Regions from separate parts of the Mus musculus genome. Here region 2 is linked to region 1. Evidence: chromatin contacts called from public HiChIP or PLAC-seq data. All regions are on one chromosome and are shown on one strand. Each heading gives the region's core, a stretch centred on a gene start, on an enhancer-like site or on the middle of the called end of the contact. The rest is flanking DNA. Distances are from core to core; before and after follow the strand shown. Region 1 overlaps Tnni3k (TNNI3 interacting kinase). Region 2 holds the start of Fpgt (fucose-1-phosphate guanylyltransferase).

Region 1 (4,670 bases), core at 771-3,270:
CTAGTGAGTTTTCCCTCTCCATTGACATGGGCGCTCTCTCTTGGGTCCTATCCGAGTCTCATAAACAGGTCTATGAGGTTCTTCCGTGTTCCCCATCCTACTCTGACATTACTCAGTCTATGCGAAGTCTCTTCCTTCGTGTGCCTCACTTGTAGAATTTTAGCTCTAACACCCTGAATTCCTGGTTCTCCCAAGTCGTCTTACCAGGAAAAACAAAGCCTTCTCATTGAGACACTTTCCATAGGACCTCAGGCACCACAGCATCATCTAACTCTCCATTTCCTGTATCTTACCAGCTTTACCCATCCCTTTCTTTGTCTTATATTTCACCACAGTTGGTCACTCCTGTTACCATTCTCACCCACAAAGCCCAATTTCCTTATTCTTTCTTGTCTTTGAATTCTCCTCAAAAATGATGCCAGCCTCATCTTAAGATCACATTCAGCGCAGCTGGCCTCTTGCACTGCCGAGCAAGCCTCTTACTTATGTCTGGCCTACGCTCTGTCACATCTTGCAAACTCTTCTAGCTCTCCAGTTCCCAGGATGACATCGCTCTACTCACCTGTTCCTCCCCACACATAGCCTTCATCCCTTTTGTTCCCAAGGATAGATGGACTTGCCTACCTTTACCTGCAGCTAGCTGTCACGTGTATGCTCTGTCGTGTGTGTGTGTGTGTGTGTGTGTGTGTTTTCTGCCAGCAATTCTCCCCACTTCGTGCTTTACCTGACAGTGTTTATCCCACGGGTCTACAGATGCACAATGTTTTTCCCCATTTAAAAATCAGCAACAAAATAAAACTAGTATGTGGACGCTCAAGGATCTACCCTGCTCATCATCGGCTTGCTCACTTTTACCCACAAGATGCCCTAAAAGTTGTCTAATCCTGTCTTTGAACACCCCCACACCTTCACACCAATCATACTTTCTCTGCCAACATCTTCCTTGTGAGGAGAACAAATACCTCCTCAATGTTATATTTCAGTGTTCCTCTTACTTTTCATGGCATTAAGCACACTCCTTTGTCCCTAAGATGTCTTCTTGGTTGACTCTGAACCTTTCCCTGTCTCTGCCATTGACTCTTTGGTTTTCCTCCTTCCCTCTACATTTTCAGTTGTCCCAGAATGATTTCATTTTGAGTCAGTTTGTTTATAAACTCAGCCTCTCAGCCTCTTGTCTATAAACAGGTGCCAGCTCTCTACCTCTGGTTCACTTCTCTCCAGCTGTGAACTTGCCAGCTCCTTGCCCATAGGACCAGGAGAGAAGAGAGAGGTCCATGTCCCTCCCAGGTCACTCTGGGGCTGAGCAGGATGGCAAGTGTCCACAGCTCAAAAGAAACACATCGAGCCAGGAGTCTTGTCAAAGCAGGAACTCAACTTTATGGCATCAGCCTCTATGTTTGGAACATAGGGAGGGAGATTTTTGGTGGGGTAAGATGATGTAGGAGCTGGGGAAGGGTGACAGAGAATATGGGGTGACTGACAGGGCCAATGGCAAAGCTCTATGTCAGCAATGGCAGGGCAGAGGCAGGGCCAAACAGGTCTTGCTGAGTCACCCTGATAAGGAAGTGACTGAGAAAGGTCTCAAAACTCAAGCCAGGCTCGGATTTGTCCTCAAGGCCCAAACCAGGGCCAAAATGGAGCACAACATGAACTCTAACCTTTCCGGTTCAGTTAATAACAACAGTGTTTACTTGCTAAGATCCTAAGCCACAGACCACCCGTGACTTCTTCCTTTCCTGTGTTTGCGTCTAGTGTACTGTGAAGTTATAAAGACTCTCCTTCAAAGTTAATCTACAGCCTCCATGATCAACCTGCCCACTGATAATCATTGCAAGCACTGGGAAATTTTAAAAAAGATCCTGGAGCCAACCATGTAGAACCACAAGGCAAGGACACAAAGGAAGTCTTAACCCTTGTTCTCTTTTTAGTAATAACATTTATTTTGAGGCTAGATATCCCAAATGCACCAGAGGAATTCAAATTCCTATAGTTTGAGTAATCAGAATTAAGAGGTCAGAATTCAGAACCATTGCAATAAAAGGCCCATTACTGTATAAGAAATGAGTCCAGATTTAGGAGTCTCCAGCAAACTGTATGTTTTAGTCGCTGTTTTACCTTGTTGTTTCTATGGGCCAGGAGCCCAGCACAGATTAATTGGTTCTTTTCTGAGTCTCATCACACTGAAATCAAGGTGCCCAATGTAGACAGCTCACAAACTGGATGTGCGGTTTTCTCCTGGCCAGCATGGGCTCATGTCTCTGACTGATTCCTCTGTGCTGTTCCTGAGAGGATAGTCCCCACAGGACAACCTTCCTCTAGGATAAGACAGAAGAAAACCAGAGATAGAACAGCTCCTTGTCTCTACATGTTCTGTGCATTCCCCCTGCAGAGGGGTGATGCATACATGTATAATGGGCAAGGATCTCATGGGTCATTCTGGAACCCTGCCTGTCACAAGCAGGCAGTCAAAATCAAAGGGATGCTAGGGGAGGTGACTCCAGGATCCTGTGTGAACTACCTAAGCCCTGAACCACATACACACAGGCTATACTCTCTGTTGCCTAGTGAGGTCACATTTATGGATCATAAGGCCTTGTTCTGAATATTCTCTCACAGTAGAATTGTCTGACACGTATGCTCTGCCTAAGAGAAAACCTTCACACTCTGCAGATCCAACTAATAAAACACATCCTTTTGGTATGTAAGTGATTCCATAAAATAGCTCTCCATCTTTTGCTAGATTCATTTTAGTCTCTCTCAGAACTGGGTGAATCTATATGAATACCTCTAGCTACAAGGTATTTTGAAGGTGAGCAGTGTTTTATTTGTTCTTGTAGATTGATCATTGTCTCCTGGATAGGTTTGAGTTCACTTTTGTCAAGTCGAATTATATCATTAAAATAAAAATTTCATCCTCAACCTATCTCTCTGCTGTCAGAGCCACATCTTGTCCTGCTGACTTTACTCAAATGTTCTTCTCTTAGTGCAGCTTTCTAAAAGCATGACCGAGACAGCAGCAGACAAGGTAATCATGTGAGCATGCACCTCAGATGAAGCAGCGCTTCTCGTGAAAGCCTGTAATCACAGCCCATCTCATTGGCATAAGTGAAAAGCCATGTCCTCAGCATTCTTCCCCAAGCAACCTGTCGGGTGATCCCTGACCTACTCTTCCTCCTGCAGATTCCCATCCGGCCACACCCAACCTGTGTCCGGCTTACCTCATCCATCTGGTGCATTCAACCTGTGCAGCCCAACACACCCCTCGCGTGTGACCCGCCATGCCTCTCATCCACATGAATCATAGATCTTCACACTCAGTTGTTCATTGCTTGTGCCAGTGCACAGCCCGCACACCTGAAGAGGCAGGGCTCCACATACATCTCCATCCCCGACGTGTAAGGGCCATGATCAGGGCCTTGAATTGGAAAATGTCACTAAAAAAAACTCTTATTAAACCACTAACTGAATTCATAATGCTCACTCCACCCATAGTGTGAAGTCCACCCCACCGTTGGGGAGTTTGCACTTGTTTTTCTTCCCAGCAGGACGTCCTGTATTCGTGTCTTTCATGCTTTATATTTAAATGGTGCTTTATCAGTGACTCTTCCTGCCTGCCTACTTGGCTCTGGGGCTCGGCTCTCTAACTCCTTTCATGGCTGTATTTACACTTCAGCATCACTCACTGTCAGATGATCTCATACCTATCCCCATGCTCCCTTGGTTGCTGCTTGTGTGACTGCATAGAAGGTATACCGGATGAGGCAGAGCTCCGCCTACATCTTGATCCCCAAAATATAAAGGTGGTAATCTGGGCCTTGAATCTGAAATATTTGCTAAAATCTTCACTGAACCAATAATTGAATTAATAACTATATATTTTATTTTTTTCTCAAAAACTTCATTACATGAAGTTTAAATAACATATTTATGCTTATGTAACAAGGTTATATTATGTTTGTTTATTCTTCCCTCTCTCTGTCTCTCTCTGTCTTTCTCTCTCTCCCTCTCTTTCCACCAAGGAATCCTTGTAAGAGACCCCTTTGAACTGAAATGCTGCTAGTTTCCCTGGGGAGGCTTGGAAAGGCAGCATCATGGCCAACTTGAACATTTATTGTTCTTAGAGAATCTTCATCTAACTCTGTATTGTTGACAGGTTGTTGTCATGGGTGGTTCTAGTAGTTGTTGTATTTCATACAAGAAAGCAAAAATTAAGAAAGAAGTAATTCAAGTGCCACCATTGGTCAATGCCACAGCTGACTTAATGCTAGGCAGAGCTACAGTCTTGGTCTCCTTAGTGGGACACCTAGGTCTGTGGGAAAGGAGTTGGTTCCCTTCCAGGTGTGTGAGACTGGGAGCCTGAGATGTACTTCAGCATTGGAGACACATGTCACACCCAGCTTAAAAGACTTGGTATCTCTCCTTCTATCTGTGTGAATAGAAGTATTAACCACCTTCATTTCTTAAGCTTCAAAGAATATGAAAAATTTAAAAAAAGATGATATTTTGTCCAAACATACTGCGAACTCAAAAGTGTTCTGCCAAGAACCAGAGCTGTTTAGTTACCTACTTATGGAGGGTTCTGAGTTTGAGTTCTTGGGTTTATAATTAAGTGTGTTAACAGTTCACTTTACAAGAGCTTCTCACTCTTTCAAGGACACCATGGTACTCCT
Region 2 (4,670 bases), core at 655-3,154, 260 kb after region 1:
TGTTGCTTGTAAGCGAGCTCCTGCTTTTCATCAGCTGCTGTTATTGCAACCACATCCCAGAATTCTCCAGCTGCCACGGGTTTGCCTATTGGAAAAATAGCAAGGAACCTTCTTTTAATGCTATCAGTCATCTCACTTACAAGTTTGCCTATTTCAAAACAGGGGCTAACAAAGGATAATCATTACCATCTTCCATACTAAGAAGGGGATACAACCAGCCAATCAACCAACCAACCAACCAACAAACCAATCAACAAAACAAACAAGCAAACATTACCCTCTAAAAGCAAGTTTTGCGAACCAGGGCCCTTAATGTTGCTGGCTGAGAAATTTCAACTCAAGGATCCACTCCTTCCAGGTTTTTGTTTAGGAATGTGGTCTTTTGTTATTGTTGCTTATCATTTTTTTCTTTCCTTTTCTTTTGTGGTACTGGGAAATAACCACAGAGTCCTATGCTTGCCAGCTCTATCACTGAGCTATGTTCATAATCCTTCATTTATCTATTTAATTAATTTAGTATCTTACGTTTGACAGGGTTGAGACAGGCTAGTTCAAAGGTAGTAAGCTATTGCAAGTGATTGTTCACATTCAGTTACAGATTGAAGTTCTATTCTATACTTCCCCCCTTCTCACTAATGCACTTGACTAGAGATAGAGGAAGGCAAAGCCTACCTAACCCAGAACTCCTCTAATGTGCTTGAAATTGGTCCTGCGAGTTCACTTCAGGGTCTCTCTATCTTGGCAATGGGAGACCCAGAAGGCTGGACTTCTGCAGAATAAATACTCTTTGTGTTTACATACTGTTGGAATCTGGGGCATCATTCTTTGGTGACTCATTCTTCAGTGAATCATGGACTCTTCCACTACTTGACAGATTGGCTCTGAACTCATATTTATTTTCTATCTATCTACCACACGACCGATCGATCTACCTATTATCTATCTGTCTATCAATTATCATCGTCTATTTGTCTGTGCAATCCAGGTAGGTCTTGAACCTCGTTCCTACTGCCTTAGCGTCTCAAGTAGATGACAGTACAGACTTGCGACACCAGTCCTAGCTTCTAATATTTTTATTAACGATGATCAAACTACACTTTATATAAGCAATCAGAATACAACACAAACCCCAGGACTAAACTTCTCAATGAACTCATTAAATGACAAATTGCACTTTCAAGAATCAGTGGAACCCTCTAATCAGCAAAAATATTAATAAGGTTTTTAACAAGTTGAGAGAGAATGAGAGGGAGGGGAAAGATAAAGAGGGAGGGAGGGACTGAGATAAGAAGGAGGAATAGGTAGGAAAGGAGGGGGAAGGGGAGGGAGAAGGAGAGGAGAGAGACAGACATGTTAGCTTGGATTTAATAGTTCCAATCATTCTGGTATCCAAATATAAGACCGTACATTTTAGGCACTCATAAATATCAATTTTACCAGACAGCTGTACCCCAAACTTACATTATCAAATTTAAAGCCATGATTGCCTCCGTATTGGGGTTTACATTGGAATAAAGTGGAGTTAAGCAGCGGGGCTTGGGAAAAGAAAAGAAACAAGGTAACGACTACTGCAGACTCTAAGCAAAAGGTCTTCTACCACTGAGTTAAGCCAGTGTTACTTCCCGTTGGTAATTCTCTTACTGCTCCTTCCTGACATCTAAGTTTAGGCTCGCACAGAGAGGAGGAAAAGGGAAAAAGGGAAAAGTCTGGCTGGCCTGGCCAGGACGGAGCGGACAGGAAGGGGTATCGGACAGGAAGCTGCGCGGGGTCCTTGGGAAGGCGCTCTCCGTGCAGGGGGGCAGAGAACTCAGTTCCGCCTTGGTACCTCTCAGCTCAGAAAATCTGCGCAGTTTCCGCAGGGTGGCTTCGCGGAGAGACGCCATGGCCGACTTCCGGGAGCACACTTAGCACGCACGCGCACTCCAAACCCCGCCCCGCCCCGCCCCGCCCCGCCTCCTCCATGCTCTCCACGTCACCGCGGCCCTGGAAGCGCCCTGAGACTTGAAAAGCTAGGATGGCGTGAGCGTGCGCAAGCGGCGTTTCCTGGGCAACGATCTGTGGGGCAGATGGGCGGGCACCTAGCGGGGTCGGGTTGTGCGGAGCTCTGGGTTCCTGCCTTACCGTGTCTGACAACCCGCGGTGCGACCGAGAAGACCAACCCACCCACCATTAGTGGATCCACCACCCAGATGCTGAGGTGACCTGCCCGCACGGAGCTCCTATTCCTGTCAGAAGCCTCCCAGGGAGGCCAGGCCCCTGAACCAGAGAGAGGCTCGGCTCTGTGGGATGCTTTCTGGTGGGCCAGACTACTCTGCACCCTTCAGTTGTCCAACTTCCCAGGCCCAGTACTGAACTAGCGCCTTTAGCCAGCACTGCACACTCTGTTGTGTTCACTTGCTTCAAGGAGATTCAACCAAAGGTGCCAGATATTGGAAAGAACCAGTCTTACTTAATACACTTTCATAGAGTGGTTATATGTGTTTCTCTTGTAGAGTGCATAAGTTTATATCGAGTACTACAGGTTGATCTCTTTAATCTTTCACATAGTACATAGAGAGGAACGCTATTTGAGGAAGCCATTTCAGTCTGAAACCCAGAAATCTTACCACTACAATTTGACTTGAGAAGCTTCTCTTCTTTAAAATCTAACTCAGAATTCTGCATAGCAGCTCCCTATGAACTTTTAAGTTTCTGAGTAAGCTTAGTTTTTCACTTAAAGCCTTGACCTCAGCATTTAATTCTGTATTTAAAGTGGACACATTTGTGGGGAGGAGATAACTGTTTCACAATACACTCCGGCTGAAGGAAATTAAGAAAATACAGAAAGGCCCGATAGATAATAACAGCAATAGCAGTCAGAGCTTGTAATTTATAGTCTTGAGTGAACTGGAGTCATCCCAGGTTTTTGGTGACCTGCCTTATGTTTAAAGGGCACAGACACACTGAAGTATGTTGGTGGGTATGGCAAGAATATAAGCAGAGCTTTATTTGGAGTCTACTAAAGTAACACAAACAGGAAAGATTTGGTGGAAATTTAAAAGATAATAATGGGAGATGGAGAGAAATTGCTTAGATTATAGAAACACTTAACCAACAACACCTGTCCAATAAATAAGTGTGGATTGTGAGAGAAATTACTAAAAGATGCTGAAAGTGGATGACATGACATTTAAATGAGCTGAGGAAAGGTATGTATGGGGAAGCATAGTGAAGTCATAAGAGAAGACCTGTAATAATATTGGATATGTAGAATAAACTAGTGCAAATATAGTAGAAATTGTTGTGTGTCTGTGCATCATGTATGTGGTTCTGGAGATCAAGACAGGGCTGGCTAGACAATTTTGTGAGTTGTCAGAATGGAGAGGGAATTTATTTTCAACTACAGGAGGAGGTTGAGGTCCAAAGGGAATAATACAGGTCAAAAAGGCCTACATATTTGAGTACCTACCAAACATTCTTATAAGTGGAAAACAAATTAACCAAATTTAAATTTCTCATATAGTACTTCACACCCACCTTTCCATTCCATGCTGAAATGTGCTGTCTTGAGCTAGTGCAGGCCTTGGGTGCTGTTACAGCTGCTGTGAGTTCATGAGTGCAGCTGCCTGCTATGTCCAGAAAACAGTGTCCACCTCCTCCGGCACTTACCCTCTTTCTCCCTCCCTTTGACAGTGATCCCTACACTGTGTGTGTGTGTGTGTGTGTGTGTGTGTGTGTGTGTGTGTGTACCTTTCAGAAATTGAGCACTGCTTAGTTGTACTCTCTACACATTGACCAGTTATTAGTCTCTGTGTTAGTTGCCATATATTGCAAAAAGAAGAAAGAAAGAAAGAAAGAAAGAAAGAAACCTTTCTGATGAGGGTTGAGAGATGCACTAAACTATGGGTGTAGCTATAGATAATTGGGAGTTAGTTTAATATGCTATGTCTGTTCGGTAGATTAATAGTAGTAGTAGGTTCTCCAGTAGAACTTCATGACCTACCTGTCTGGCCACACATTTGTGATTCTAATAGCGGTGTTAGATATGGGCTCTATTTATGGAGGGTGACTTAAATTCTTAAATCAGAAAGTTGTTGGTTACCCCTCATGAAATTCTTCTCACTAGTATACCAGTAAGTGCATTTTACCAGGTCAGTCGTTAAAGCTTATATAAGTCCTGTTTCTACCTGAGGGGCTATGGACCATTCATAGCTGCTTGGAAAGGCTGAATCAATTTTCTTTAAGGCTGTGGCCTCTCTGGTAGGTCAACCATGCTTTAGTAGATGGCCCCACTCATGAGGATATTGGCAGCATACAATAGACCCAATGAACTTTAACAAAAGAAGAGAGATAAAACTCTTTGAATATGTATATTGTCTAAAAGTTAAAGTAAATGAGATGGAATAATCAGAATGATGAATAATTTCAGATAAGAGCTTCATGTACAGTGATGTGGCTGTATAAAACTACACATCTCTCTATATATATTATTTATACACGATGCAGTGAAGCATGTCACTTTTAATTAGAGGGATGGAATCTTGATGCTGTTAATAAGGATGGATGTTGATTGTATGAACCATGTTTGTAAAAATATGATTTTGTGTATTGGATTAAAAAGGGGAATTAAGAAAATAACCAGTAATGTGGCTGCCTTGGAGAAAGCATTGCAAAACATAGTTGGTGAAACA

Evidence for each region. HiChIP or PLAC-seq counts read pairs in DNA pulled down with a chosen protein or histone mark.
Region 2: a CTCF HiChIP or PLAC-seq map of the NIH/3T3 cell line shows a contact between it and region 1, with 8 read pairs. The contact joins the promoter of Fpgt here to the enhancer-like site in region 1. A contact is called at or near these places in 1 of 39 promoter capture datasets (hippocampal neurons), 1 of 15 datasets of contacts at CTCF or cohesin (the NIH/3T3 cell line), 5 of 484 Hi-C or Micro-C datasets (cerebral cortex, cortical neurons and ventral hippocampal neurons), 2 of 115 datasets of contacts at active chromatin or transcription factors (astrocytes and bone marrow-derived macrophages) and 1 of 9 other capture datasets (pancreatic islet).

Annotation. Positions count from the first base shown.
Region 1 is chr3:154,834,836-154,839,505 of GRCm38.p6, forward strand. The region is part of intron 21 of Tnni3k (TNNI3 interacting kinase); the gene reads right to left. It also overlaps the pseudogene Gm18589. Among named protein-coding and RNA genes, the nearest start is that of Gm20389, 130 kb to the left of the region's middle. Within about 2 kb of position 2,021, at least 18 of the 459 cell types and tissues checked have an H3K27ac peak or open chromatin away from gene starts, as enhancers often do. A contact at or near this core is called in the NIH/3T3 cell line, where this site is marked.
Region 2 is chr3:155,091,474-155,096,143 of GRCm38.p6, forward strand. It overlaps Fpgt (fucose-1-phosphate guanylyltransferase), which reads right to left and starts at 1,905. Exons shown (of 4, transcript NM_029330.2): 1 at 1,826-1,905; 2 at 1-85. The coding sequence starts at 1,883. Lrriq3 (leucine-rich repeats and IQ motif containing 3) reads left to right here and starts at 1,961. Exons shown (of 8, transcript NM_028938.2): 1 at 1,961-2,197.